Linked DNA regions of Mus musculus: region 2 is linked to region 1. A link is a contact called in public HiChIP or PLAC-seq data. All regions are on one chromosome and are shown on one strand. The core of a region is the stretch at or near the end of the contact, and the rest is flanking DNA. Distances in the headings are between cores, read along the strand shown. Region 1 holds the start of Ptk2 (PTK2 protein tyrosine kinase 2). Region 2 holds the start of Ly6a (lymphocyte antigen 6 complex, locus A).

Region 1 (6,365 bases), core at 183-2,682:
ATGGCAATGTCCCTAACAAGATCCTTTCCAGGAAAATGTACTCTTGTAGCCTTTTAATAAGCTCAAGTGTCTTAAAAGGAGGCCAGGGATCGGCCCACTTACAACAGCCACAAATATAAAACTAAATTCATAATAATACTGGGAACCATGTCCACGTTCCTTAAAGTTTCCTGTTAGGACTGGGGGCGTGGCTTTGTGGACCAGCACGAACCGCGTGGGAAGCCCTGGTGTTTCATACCCAGGAAAAAAAAAAAAAAGTTCACGTTTAAATACTACACGAAACTCAACAGTATCACTGAGTGGAAATATTATCTATAGTGTATCTCCACAAAAATTCGGAGAATGCTAATGTTAGATGAACTAGCTCTTTTTATGTCTGCATTCACAATACTTCTGTCCCAGGTCACTGTTCAGAGACCTGTCTTTGAAAGGAGACTTTTCATTCCTCAGTTTATAAATACACACACACACAGTGAGGCGCTGCTATTTCACTTCAAGTAGTAATAACCCATTACCACAACCATGATAAAGCTTCCATTCTAAGTAGAAATGCCAGCGCTGGTCAGATTTAAAACGAACCCGCAAACTCTTGCAGTGCCTTCAGCTCCAACCTATTTCAACCAGTTCCCATAATCATTACAGTATTGCTATTATCTTGGTCCCACTGCCAAACACCCAGCTGCAGTCTAACTATGCAAGAATGAGACACTGTTGAAATGGCTTTCAAAAAGCAACTTTCTCCTCGGCGCATTTCTCCGCAAAAAAAAAATTAAAATAAAATAAAATAAACCTTACAATTAAACGACACAAGTGCGCACACAGACACGATCGCTCCTCCGAGCGGTGCCACAAAAGCAGCCGGCGAGGACCGGCGGGGACAGGCAGCGCGCCGTGGCGGGGCTGGGTCGGGGCGGAGGGAACTTGGACAGCACAATGACTCCGGGGTTCGTGCGGTCGCACTGGAAGCCCCGCGCCGGCCACCCCGCGGCTGCTCAGCACTCCGCCTGCCACCTCTTTTGTTTTTCGGCTTTCGGGCCTCCCGGTCCCCGCCGCGCCCGCCCCGCCGTCCCGGACCCCGCGGCCTCTCGCGCCCCAGCCCCGCGGCCTCCTCAGCCCTCGGGGCCCGGCCTGACGAGGAGCGAGGCCGGGGCGCGGTGGGGGCCGTGTCCGCCGAAGCCCGCACCGCGGCCCGCGCCGCCCAACGCCCTGAGCCCGCGCCTCCGCGGCCGCGGCCCGAGCCCCGCACTCACCGGCCACCACTGGGCGCGCGAGGCTGAGGCAGATAGAAGGCAGCGGGGCGGCGCCGGCACCGGCAGCCGTGCTCTCTCCCACGCGCACGCCGGGCGCACGGCGGTCCGGCCGGCGGCGGTAGCGGTGACGGCGGGCTCGCGCCCTCGGGCCGTGCTGAGTCGGCGCGGGCCCGCGCGTGCGCCGTGGCTGGGGAGCGCGCGCCCACACCTCGCGGCGCGCAATGCCTCACCTCAGCGCAGAGCTCTACGCCTGCGCAGTGCGGACCGCGCCTGCGCAGAGCAGTCCGGCGCGCCCGGCTCCTAGTAAAGTGTATCCCAGCTGTGCGGGCGTGGCGTCGTCCGCGGATAGCGCTGTTCCGGGATGACGAGGTGGCCCCTGTGGCCGCCCCAGGGTCTGCGGACTAGGCCTGGGTCCCTCACGGTCACAGGAGATCCTTAGCCGCACACACGCCGGCCCTGATCTTCTCCAGGCTTCACCGCTTCAATAGAGGTTCATGGGCTTTCTGTAGATGGGGAAACTGAGGCACAGAGAGTATTTTAATGGATCTCTGAAGACGGTCCGAAAGATCGTTTAGGAGTGCCTGGGGCCACTCACATTCCAGCCCCTTCCCGCAGCCCCTGTAGATCTTAAGACTGGGGAAGCCTTTCGGGGACACTGGGTGGACAGGAGGGCCAGAACGGGAGAGCCACTGTGGATGGCTGCTGGCTTAAGAGCCAGTTCCAGCGCGGAACTTACCACGAAACGTGAGACTGGGGGGACACCTTTGCCTGAATCAAGCAGGTGGCCCTGTCCTTCCGAGCCGTGCCTAGTTTCCCTGAGTTTGTTTTTGTGCAGCAACCCTACGGAGAGTCTTAAGCAGGAAGTGGTGACTGATTTGTGATCTCTGAAAAAAAAAAAGGAAAAAAATCACTGGCATCCTTGCGGTAGGAAATGAAACCAGAAGCGGGGAACTTTCATTTTTAATGGTGTCATTTTGATCTTCGACCACAAGCCAACGAGCAAGCAGGACAGGCAGTGAAAGGTGAACACAGAACCACCAACCACTACATACCTGGGAGCTGTAATTTACTCAGGTATAATAAAACGCTTTGAGTTGTCGAGATTTTGCCATATTTTAGTGTTTCTTTTTTATTGTTTTTTTTAATGAAGTGTATTAAACTTGGATTTGAACTAGTAGTGGTGGTTATGTTTGGGGGTTTTTTTTTCTCTCCCAGATTTATTTATTTTATTGTACTTGTGTGTTTTCCTTGAATGTATATATGGGTATCACACACATGCCTGGTGCACGTGGAGGTCAGAAGAGGGTATTGGATCTCTTCTGAAATTAGAGATAGTCGTGAGCCAGCCACCATGTTGGTGTGGGAATAGAATCTAGGACCTTTCCAAAGACAAGTGCTCTTAACCACTGAGGGATCCCTCTAGCTCTAGTTTTATTTTGTTTCGTTCTTGTTTGTTTGTTTGTTTGTTTGAGATATAGTTTCATGTAGCCCAGGCTGTACTAAAACTTTCTGTGTAGCTGAGGATAGCCTTGAACTCCAGCTCTTTCTACTTCCATCTTCTGGTGCTGGGATTACAGATTATGTCACAATAGCCAACCTATAGTGTTTTTCTGCACTTAAAATTAGAAGGGATTATGTCTCTGTGTCACCTCTAGCACTTTTTCTTCGGCCCCATGTTAGTTGTCACTTCGGTAATGTCAGCTGACTACTTTGAAACCCGAGCCACCCATTGCCCTGCTGAGTGTGCTCCCATCTAGGCTCCTTGCCTGCTTACCCTGTTGTCTCCAAACCTATTGTTCAGAACAGTTCAACACTGCTCTTGTCCGTCTCTCGATTGTCTCTGCTCTGGACTTCTAGATTCATAGAACAGGGACTTTGTTTTGTTCCCCAGGCAGTCCCTGGCACACAGTAAATATTTGTTGAGTGGGTGAATGAAGCTTTGCATGGTGTAAAATGAGAGATTATTATTTAAAGTATCAGAAGGATAGGGGGGAGGGGCTTGGAGTGGTGACACAAAAGGGGGTTTGCATCAAAAATGGCTTTGTGAGGAGAGGTAGCACTCTGCAGTGGACTGAAAAGGGTCACCGAGTCTTTGACAGGCCTCCCAACAGGAGGCAGAATCTGAGTTTTCACCCCTTGAATCTGCACAAGTCTCATACTTTGCTTTGATCACAGTGATACATCATAGGTGACATGGTGCTGATCACAGGATACCCAAAGCTGTTTCTTCTTAACCCTGACAAAAGAGTGAAAGTTGGCCTCCTAAGCAAGCCACATGGGACCCTAGCAGCAAGCTGCCAGCCTCTAGGCTTGTGAGCGAGGCTATGCTGAGCCACCCAGCTCCAGCCAAATGGTCAGTCAATAGCAGCCTCATGGGGCCTTCAAAGACCAGTAATGTCCAGCTGAATACAGTCCGCACCTCCAAATTGTGTCTTGTGTCTTAGTTACTTTGTCAAAACACCATGACCGCAGCCAGGCATTGGTGGCACATGCCTTTAATCCCAGCACTTGGGAGGCAGAAGCAGCCAGGTCTACAGAGTGAATTCCAGGACAGCCAAGGCTATACAGAGAATCCCTGTCTCAAAAAAAAAAAAAAAACCAAACAAACAAAAAAAAAGAAATAATATTGCCATGGGAAGCAAAGAGCTATTACAAAACAGCAGAGTGTCTGCTGTGTCAGTGTGGCTGACAGATGGGAGAGTAGTATCCAGAAGGCTGTCCTCATATATCCTATAATAGCCTCATAACCCTGCGGGTGACCACCTGTTATCGATATCCCCACTTCATGGATGTGAAAGCTGTGTCTCAGGATAAAAAGAATGAGTCAGGTAACAAGGCAAAAATTCAAGGCTGCTTCCTTCCAACCATATAGTCTCTGCGCCTGCTTTTCTCTCTCTGGGTAATCAGCCACACTCCAGCCACCCGCACTCTCGCTCCTAGAGCAGCCTACTGCACTCAAACCCCTTGCAAGAAAACAAAACAGCCAGCCCAACTTGGCTTCTCTCTTCCTGCACTACATCAGATGGGCCAGTACTTCCCTGGCGTGGGAAGTCTTCAGGAAGGGCTTCCTGTATTCCAACAGCGCAGCTGCACAATCCCCCAAGCAATTCCACTTGAAATGCCCATCCTCCCCCAACTGCCCAGAGCTTCCTCCTAGGAGAGCTCTCTCACAGTGAAGAAGCAGAAACGGACATTTAACAGTCAGGCGAGGCAGTGACACACACTCTGGAGACAGAAGCAGGTGGATCTCTGAGTTTGAGGCCAGCCTGATCTACACAGTGAGTTCCAGAACAGCGAGGGCTATTACACAGTAAAACTCTGTCTCAAGGGAGGACACTTAGATAGACACTGAGCAGCCTGCATTTTTGCCCAAAGATGCTGGAATGAGAGACAGTGAAAAACGAAGATCAGATGTTGGATCACAGTTTGGTCTAGCAATGACCTGTAGCAGGGGAGGATGGCCCTTATAGTGACAAACTAGGGAAAAGAGCAGGAAGCAAGGAGGACCTCAGCAGACCCGGATTGCAGCCCGACCATCCTCATGTGACAATCCAATGGCCCTGAACAAGCTGACCACCCTCTCTGCTTACTTTCTCCTCTTTAAAATGGGGAGGTTGGAGAAGGAGTCTGCCAGTGCAGGAGCTGGAGCTGGCAGCTTTGCGATGCTGCTGCAGCAGTTTGTAAGCTCTTTGTTTCCTTCCTTGCTTCACTAAGGACTGGCAGCCTGTCCAGGCCCAGCTGTGCTCCATGCATCTTACCATGGGCAGCACCACATCCTAAAGATTAAAACACAAGAGGTAGGACTGGGAAGATGCCTCAGTCAGAATGCTTGTCAGATGAGCTCAAGGACCTGCATTCGATCCCTTGTTATCCAAAAGCCGGGCAGGGCAATACCTACTTCTACTTCAAATGCTAGGAGGCATACACAGGGGACTTTCCTAGAGCTGGCTGACTGACCAGATCCAGATCAGTGAGACGCCCTGTTTCAAAACACAAGGTGGTCAGTGCTTCATGAATGACACCAGAGACTGATTTCTGGCCTCCATATGTATTTACACACACACACACACACACACACTTAGAATAAAAACCAAAGTTTGAGTATGTTCAATATGTACACATCAGAAAAGTTTTCCACCAGCCGGGCGTGGTGGCACACACATTTAGTCCCAGCACTTGGGAGGCAGAGGCAGGCAAATTTCTGAGTTCGAGGCCAGCCTGGTCTACAAAGTGAGTTCCAGGACAGCCAGGGCTACACAGAAAAACCCTGTCTCGAAAAACCAAAAAAAAAAAAAAAAAAAGGAAAGAAAGAAAGAAAAGTTTTCCACCAAAGGAGGGTACATTAAAGGCAATGTGATCAAGAGGATATTTTCTGGCCAGATGTGGTGATACACACCTTTAATCCCAGCACTCAGAAAGCAGAGGCTTGCCTGGTCTACATACTGAGACCCTGTCTCAAAAAGAGAAAGTTCATTTTCCTACGTTTATGAAATAAGGACTTGTATATCTTACAAATGTCTATTTAACAAAAAGCTAAGTAAAACTATGATGTATGAATATCAAAATTTTGTTAAATATGAATAAGGCTAGAGTTTTGTTTTGTTTTGTTTTTTGGTTTTTCAAGACAGGGTTTTTCTGTGTAGCCCTGGCTGTCCTGGAACTCACTTTGTAGACCAGGCTGGACTCAAACTCAGAAATCCTCCTGCCTCTGCCTCCCAAGTGCTGGGATTAAAGGCGTGTGCCACCACCGCCCGACTAGGCTGGAGTTTTCTTTGAGACAAGGTCTCAAACTTATAACCATCCTCCTGCCTCACCTTTCCAAGTACTGATGTTACAGCTCTAAGAAGTTCCTGTGGCTCCTTGCCATGCAGCTGATGCTTCCAGACTTGTCTGTATCTCACAGACAAGAGACAGAAGAGCTGGGTATTTCTAAGGACACCACCCAGCTTACCAGTGCCCTCCAGAGCTCACCTGGCTGCGACTTTTTTATAAGAATATGTCCAGTGTGTTTTTGCTTTTTGATGGACTATTTTTTTTATGTGTATGTATGTGTACACTGTAGCTGTTGTAAGCCTTCATGTGTTGTTGGGAATTGAATTTAGGACCCCTGCTCCA
Region 2 (7,008 bases), core at 4,199-6,698, 1.6 Mb after region 1:
CCTGTCCCCAGCGCTGGGACTGCAGGTCAGCACAACCACAGCCGCTTAAGGCTTTTTTCCTAAGTCCGGGGTCTCTGTTATTGCTTGGATTCTGGTGTAAGACACCATCACCACATCTAAGTCCTTGGTGTTTTCCTGCTTTGTAACAACTGTAGTTTTGTAACTGAATACGGTGGGTTTGCACCATAGAAACTGCTTATGTATGCCAGGAAAAGAGAAAATGAGAGTCCCAAAGATCATCTTTATAATCAAAGCTGGAGGATAAGGGAGAGACTTAGACTTTGGAAGCTGAGCTCTGTGTCAGGGCAGAAGGAGGCCCAGTCTCAATGCAGAGGGGAGCGCCCCTAGAGGCCGAATGTAGATGACAACCATCAAGGTTATGATCTGGATGACTGAAGACAGGTGATTTGGGCTGGTTGTATGTGGTTTCCTTAGAAGGGCATTATCTGAAACAAACAAGTACAAAGACTGAAAATTAAGCATCTCCTCCCGCTCTTTGTGTGCATGTGTTTCCATAGACTTTAGAATAGGTAGGGGAAATAATGATAAGGATGAGGTATGAATAAAACTACGATGAGCCTAATTTTAGTACCAGTGCTGGGCTAAGACTTCTAAAGTCTGACCCAGATCACTCTATTTTATCCATATTTAATTAAGCACAGCACACATTTGGAAGAAGTATTCAGCTAATGATCAACTCAGCCCTGTGAGTACAACAAAGCTTAAGACATGTTTACATTGAATATCTTTACTTCAACTTAGATCTTAGCTTCATCCATAAGATGGTTTCTTGTTGATTTAGAAACAATGCTCAAGATAAAGATCTAGGAAGAGAGTGGATTGAGGTGTAAGGGTTGGCCTGGCCCAAAGATTAGATACTCACTTAGGCTGTTGGAAAATACAAATGATATCTCACACAAGGATGAATTTTATAAGCTAGAGGCAATGATTAAGGTTTAATGGCCTGGGAAAAGTAAAACATAAATACTTGAAGATGCAGGCCAAGCCTGGCTCATCAGACAGAAAAAGATCACCAGGTTGTGATCTACATGAACTATATGGAGTCCTGGCATTCCAGGAGAGGTAAGCCAAAAGCCCCTCACAGGAAATGGTTTCCACCTCTGGACTAAAAGAATCTGACAGGGCAGCCCCTACCCACCATTGATTGCTCATCTCCTGGGCTTCCCCACCACAAGCAAGTGCTCCTTGGAAGTGCACTGTGCTGATGTGGCTTGATGATGCTTCTTCACACGCATGAGGCCCTGGATTCCTATCCACCAATGGGGGTGTGAAGGGAGATGGTTACATAAAGAAGGCACAGTGCAACCATTGCTCACCAGGCAGAGAACAGAAGTCTAAACCAGCCACAACACAAACTGTGGGTTCAGCAAGAGCCTTTGCTTCTGCAGATGAAACAGTGCTCTTTATGTCCCTCTCTCTTTCCCCAGTATCAGCCCTTTCGGAAGCCCACCCAAACCAAGAGGTACACTGTTGGGCTGTGGGTGTAGGGGAAGAGGTGGGAGGGAGAGAGCCCATGTCCAGCCAGAGTTCCTGTGCTCTGGGCAGGTGGACGCGGGATGACTGCCTGAAGCTTTAGACTTGGCTCTGAAGTCACTGACCCCACACGGCGGGGGTTGGGGGGTGGACAGGGGCAGCCCCCATAATAGGAGCCTCATGGCAACACTCTTGGCCCCAGAGATACAGGAGGGAGGGCAGAGGGAGAGAGGTCCCATGCAGGCGAGAGTCTTAAGTCTGGTTTGTGGCTGGAGCACAGTAAGGTCTTCTGATGGGAGATTAGGCACTGCTCATTAGGAGAAAGCCTATACCATCGTCCAAGCACAGTGGGCCTTGATGAACAGAAGACAGTCTATGGTTTTAGAGCTTGATTGTAGAAAGGCAGGGGGGAAAGAGAGAGAGAGGAGAGGTAGAAAGAGAGGGGGAAAAGGAGAGAGAGAAGAAAGGCTAGAGTAAGAGGGAGAGTAAGGAAAGTAAAAGCTTAAGAGACAAGGAGGGGCCAAGCAGCCCCTTTTATAGTGGGCTGTTATCTTGTTGTTGCTAGGTAACTGGGGAGGAGTCTAGCCTGAAGGCAAGCAGCTTGGGACATTATGTGGGGTTCTACTTCTCAACTCAACTGGAGACCAGACCGTCTGTGCATAGTCCATTGACCCACAGTCCACCACTCTGAGCTGGCTAACATGGGAGAGGTAATGTGGGTGGCTGAAAGGGCAGAGATGTGAACTGGCAGGCAGGACTTGGCAGACTCAGTGTAGCAAAAGAAAAATGGAGAACTTGGCTGGGAGAACAAAGGGTTTATTGGACTCAACAGGGGGACATTCAGGATACATGTGGGAACATTGCAGGACCCCAGATACTTATGTGTGGATGGTGATAGCATAATACCTTGGAATTCTGCCTCTTCACTGTGCTGGCTGTGTGCCTCCAGGGTCATGAGCAGCAATCCACAACAAAATGACATTCTAGGAAGTACAGACTTGAAAGCCCTAGAGAGGATTAGAGCACCTACCTACCCAGCAGGGGCTATAAAGGCAAAACATGGTATTTCACACACTACTCCCACCTTGGAGCTTCTATAACTCATAATTCATCACTAGAGGGCTCCAGGAAGAATTGTTGCACATGAGGATAAAAGGACAAGGGTGGAGGTCATTGGGAGGACCATCAGAGCAAGGTCTGCAGGAGGACTGAGCTCAGGCTGAACAGAAGCACCCCTGCCATGGTCCAGGTGCTGCCTCCATTGGGAACTGCTACATTGCAGAGGTCTTCCTGGCAACAGGAAGTCTTCACGTTGACCTTAGTACCCAGGATCTCCATACTTTCAATATTAGGAGGGCAGATGGGTAAGCAAAGATTGTTCTTTACTTTCCTTGTTTGAGAATCTGCAAGAAATCAGGGAGTGACTCACTTCTTATGCAGGGACAACAGAGCTTCCCAAACTCTGGCCCACCCAGCATAGTTGGCAAATCCTAGGTCCTGGTGAAAGATCTTGTCTCAGTAAACGAGTTGGAGACATGACTCAGCAGTTAACAGTACTTGTTGCTCTTACAGAAGCCCAGGGTTTGGTTCTGAGACACACAACCATTCCTAATTCCAGTTTCTGGAGATCCAAGGCTCATTTGCATAAAACAGCAAGCAATGCCTGAGGATCAGTAGTTAAGGATGTCCTCTGACCTTTGTATACATTACATCACATATGTTCATACATGTGTACCCACATTTATGGACACACACACATGCACACACCACAAAGACACAGCCCAGTGTAAGATCGCCCAGTGGCACAGCAGAAAGGGCAACCAGCATCTCAGACTCTTTCAGTTCTCCAGGCAATTATTTCCTAGGAGACAGGACACAGGCAGGATATGCTCAGGGAAGGGAAACTGGATAGCAGGGTGGGGCTGCTCCTGCCTTGTATATCTGAGGATATGCCTAGAAACCAAAGAAACTTTGGAGGATCTGATATGTACTAATATCTCTTTTTATCAACATTCCTAAGTCATTCCAGATTCCTTCATTATATGCAAAGACTCACTAGATGCTTCCAGCTCTCCTAGTCTGTCAGTGAGCCAGTGAGACCATAGACCTAAAGTATAGGCAGGATCATCACGTGACTACACTGGCAACAAAATGGGATGATAAACACTGTGAATGCCAATGGGCAGCCCTGCTTGATGATCACATCCCAGCACATCCCTGGACCCCAACAGCCCCCACTTTGCAAGAGTTCTCCTCCAACACAAGGAAAGCTCTACTTGGGGGGAGGGGAACCATGGTCCACAACAAGTGCCCAGACTCGACATTTTCTCCAAAGCCACCCTCAGCCATCTTTATATAGGCCACAAAGAACTTACCCACAATAACTGCTGCCTCCTGAGTAACACAGACTCCATCAGGGTAGGGGCAGGTAATTGATGGGCAAGAAGTCTCAAATGGGACTCCATAGCACTGGTAACACTCCAGTCCCTGAGCTGAGAGACAAGCCAATACATGAGGGCTAGTACATGCAATTCCTAGCCCAGACCCCTCCTCTCCAATGTCTTTACTTGCACACAGCTGCTGGCTGCTAGGTCAGAGCAAGGACATTACTGTTCAGTCAAGAGTGAACCAAGAACCACTGTTGTTTAAAGATGCCTGGTACTGCTGTCTCAGCTACACAGCCCCACAGGAGACATGTGCACCCCAAGAGATATTAAAGAGACAGCCACCATATTGGGAAGATATAGATACCAAATGTCCGCTGAAGCAGTGAGTGGGTGTGTAAGTAGATGCTGGGGCCACCAAATAGAGAGGGCTCTTCTGACCTGTCCTACCCTACACCTGCAGAGCTGGCCCCTGGGTATTGGAGCATGACAAAGCACAGAACTTCCCAGAGTCAGCTTAAAGCTGAGGCTCACCATGAGGCTTCCTGCAATACACATGTAACTACAAGTATAGGCGTATCTTAGAGCTCAGAATTTCTTAGAGTACAGAAGGCATAGCATTTGGGTCTCATGTGGCATGGGCTGGGACATAAGGAAAAGTCAAAGTCCAGGCAATAAGGATTCCAAATCCATTGACTTGGCATCTGGGGAGAAAAAGAAGGCTCTTCCAGTTTGTGTGCACACAGGCCAGTGTCCTGATTGGGAGGCCAGTGCAGAAGGGTAGAGTCTAAGGACAGGCTGCTCTGGTGGCCAGGTTCTGTGGCAGAGATACTGAGCTCCACGTGTCCTTTTGGTATGTGGTGATGGTTGCAAGGCAGGTTCTGACAGGTTTACAGACCCAGTAAAGCACCCCACCACAGAAGGCTTCACCCACCACAAGCCCATTCCCAATCCCATGACCCCAGCACATCTCGGGTACTGGGCACACAATGGAAGTGTAGGTGTACCCACAACCCTGAGGCCCTTTTCCATCTCCATTGTATCCTTCTGCCCCTCTCTCATTTTCTACCTCACCTCTTTCTGCACACAGTAGGGCCACAAGAAGAATCAGCAAACAGGACTTTGTAGTGTGAGAAGTGTCCATCCTCAGAGAAGGGCTGCACAGATAAAACCTTGGAAGTTGGAGCCAATTAATAGACCCCCAATCACATCCCTGGGCTCTCACAGAGCTCAGGCATCCGATCTTCCCTCCCTCCAACCCTCCACACAGCTTTCCCTGAGGAATACATGTCTGCCTACTTCTCTCACCCACCACCCACCCAGCTCTTCCTTCCTAATCCCACACTCCCAACCCCAGCCCTATCCTGAGGGCTCTTCCCTTTGTCACCTAGCAGCTCCCTCCTCACACCAGTCCTTACTTCCTCTCAGACAAGGTTGCAGGCACAGTGGCAAGTTCTGTCAGATGTGGACTGAAGTACTTTAATTTCCTTCAGCTCCTCCCAGCTGGCATCCTGAAGAGGGAGGGGTTTCAGTACTTAACCTTTTCCAGGCCATCATGTTTATTGGTTAAGAGGTAGCAAGATTTGTTTGTGACCTGATCAAGCCAGATTTATAGCAGTTGGGGAGGAACCATGGTGCAGGAGAACTGAGAGGGCCGAGGGCCAGAGGCCACAGTTGACTTGTGCTTGCCAATTAGAAAGCAAGGGAAGAAGTCAAGTTGCTCAGCCCTTTACTAGTTTTTGTTTTGTTTAGCTTCGTGTTTTTTGTTTGTTTATTTTGGGTTTTTTTTTGACTTTTTTTTTTTTTTTTGAGACAAAGTTTCTCTGTGTAGCTTTGGCTGTCCTAGGACTTGCTCAGTAGAACAGGCTGGCTCCAACACACAGCTATCAAAGGGGTGCACAACAGCCGCTGATACTTCTGCCTCCACTACCTGGCTTTTTTCTGTGTCTAAATAGAAGGTATGGTTTGCAGTGGCTCAGAGCCAATGGCCCTCCTTCCTATAAGCAGGAAAACAATTTACAAATACTTAAAGACTGGCTCTGGTGAGCAAGCCCCCAGTAGGCTCTTGCATCCACAAAGTGAGAGTCCTGAGGCAAGAACTAACTGGCAACTGGGATGGAAGTTACCAAGCAGTGTCTGATGTGTTTGGGGATGTATGGGGCTGTGTGTGCTGGACAGAGGTAGAGACCTGAGCTGGAAATCATCCTGAGATGATACCACAGCAAATGAACAGCTGTGCTCACAGGACAACTGAGTCCCAAAATGGACCACAGCATCAGTGAAGCTGAGCGCACCCCACTTAAGCAGGGAAGGCTGCTTACACTCCATGGCCTCTGCCCGAGCACCACTAAAAACCCCTTCCTTCTTACCCTATAATATATCATATAAGCAAACAGTTTGCCTCCAACACCGCATAACCCAGCACAGTGGTAAGAGGAAGAGAGCAAGCAAGAAATGTTGTCTCTCTAATTCTGTCACATGCTGTGCTCGGTATTGGCTCATGCATGAAGAAGTGTATGTGAAAGAAAGAGCAGGAGACAGCAAGCCTCTGCAAACAAAGAAAAAGCGGCAAGGAAAGATCCAAGTGATAAACCCTGCCAATGTCACCACCCAATGAGGTTATGAGGCTTTTTTTCCCCCAGAGGATGGGTGAGGTCACTTACAGGAATATGCATAAATTCTGAGCAGCTTAGTCACCACCAAATCTCACCCCATCATAAAAGCAGTACACGGAGTCCCTCTTTCAGTAAATCCTCTGTATCCTCTATATTCTAGTATCTTCTGAGACCACTTGTGCTTGGCGGAGAACAGGAGGGAGTCATGGCTGGAACCCCAGGTGACAGTCCTCCCTTCTGAGTATAGAGAGTTCTGCCCATTATCACAGACCTATTGCTGTTTTGCTCTTCTGACTCTATTTATTGCCAGGGCTCCTGGGCCAACATTATCCCTACTCCAGGATGACAACGGGGCCATCACCTTCTCTTTGGAGGGAAAGGCCATATAACCACAGTGCCGTGCACTGTTTCTCTAAAAGTCTTAAACTAGGAATTCTCATGAGTCCTCCAGTTTCCACCCAGCCCCATTGTTGGGGAGCTAGCTTCCCTTAGTGGTGGACTCCTGCCCATTCTAC

Evidence for each region. HiChIP or PLAC-seq counts read pairs in DNA pulled down with a chosen protein or histone mark.
Region 2: a contact with region 1 is called in an HNF4G HiChIP or PLAC-seq map of pancreatic cancer cells. The contact joins the promoter of Ly6a here to the promoter of Ptk2 in region 1. A contact is called at or near these places in 2 of 39 promoter capture datasets (the C10 cell line and liver) and 1 of 115 datasets of contacts at active chromatin or transcription factors (pancreatic cancer cells).

What each region holds. Positions count from the first base shown.
Region 1 is chr15:73,421,759-73,428,123 of GRCm38.p6, forward strand. It overlaps Ptk2 (PTK2 protein tyrosine kinase 2), which reads right to left and starts at 1,433. Exons shown (of 35, transcript NM_001358046.1): 1 at 1,251-1,433.
Region 2 is chr15:74,992,583-74,999,590 of GRCm38.p6, forward strand. Ly6a (lymphocyte antigen 6 complex, locus A) reads right to left here and starts at 5,449. Exons shown (of 4, transcript NM_001271419.1): 1 at 5,297-5,449; 2 at 4,953-5,035; 3 at 3,870-3,986; 4 at 2,295-2,897. The coding sequence starts at 5,022. The coding sequence ends at 2,680. All of the region lies in intron 1 of Gm28068 (a long non-coding RNA gene), which reads left to right. Gm41348 (a long non-coding RNA gene) reads right to left here and starts at 1,865. Exons shown (of 2, transcript XR_875429.2): 1 at 1,160-1,865; 2 at 1-446.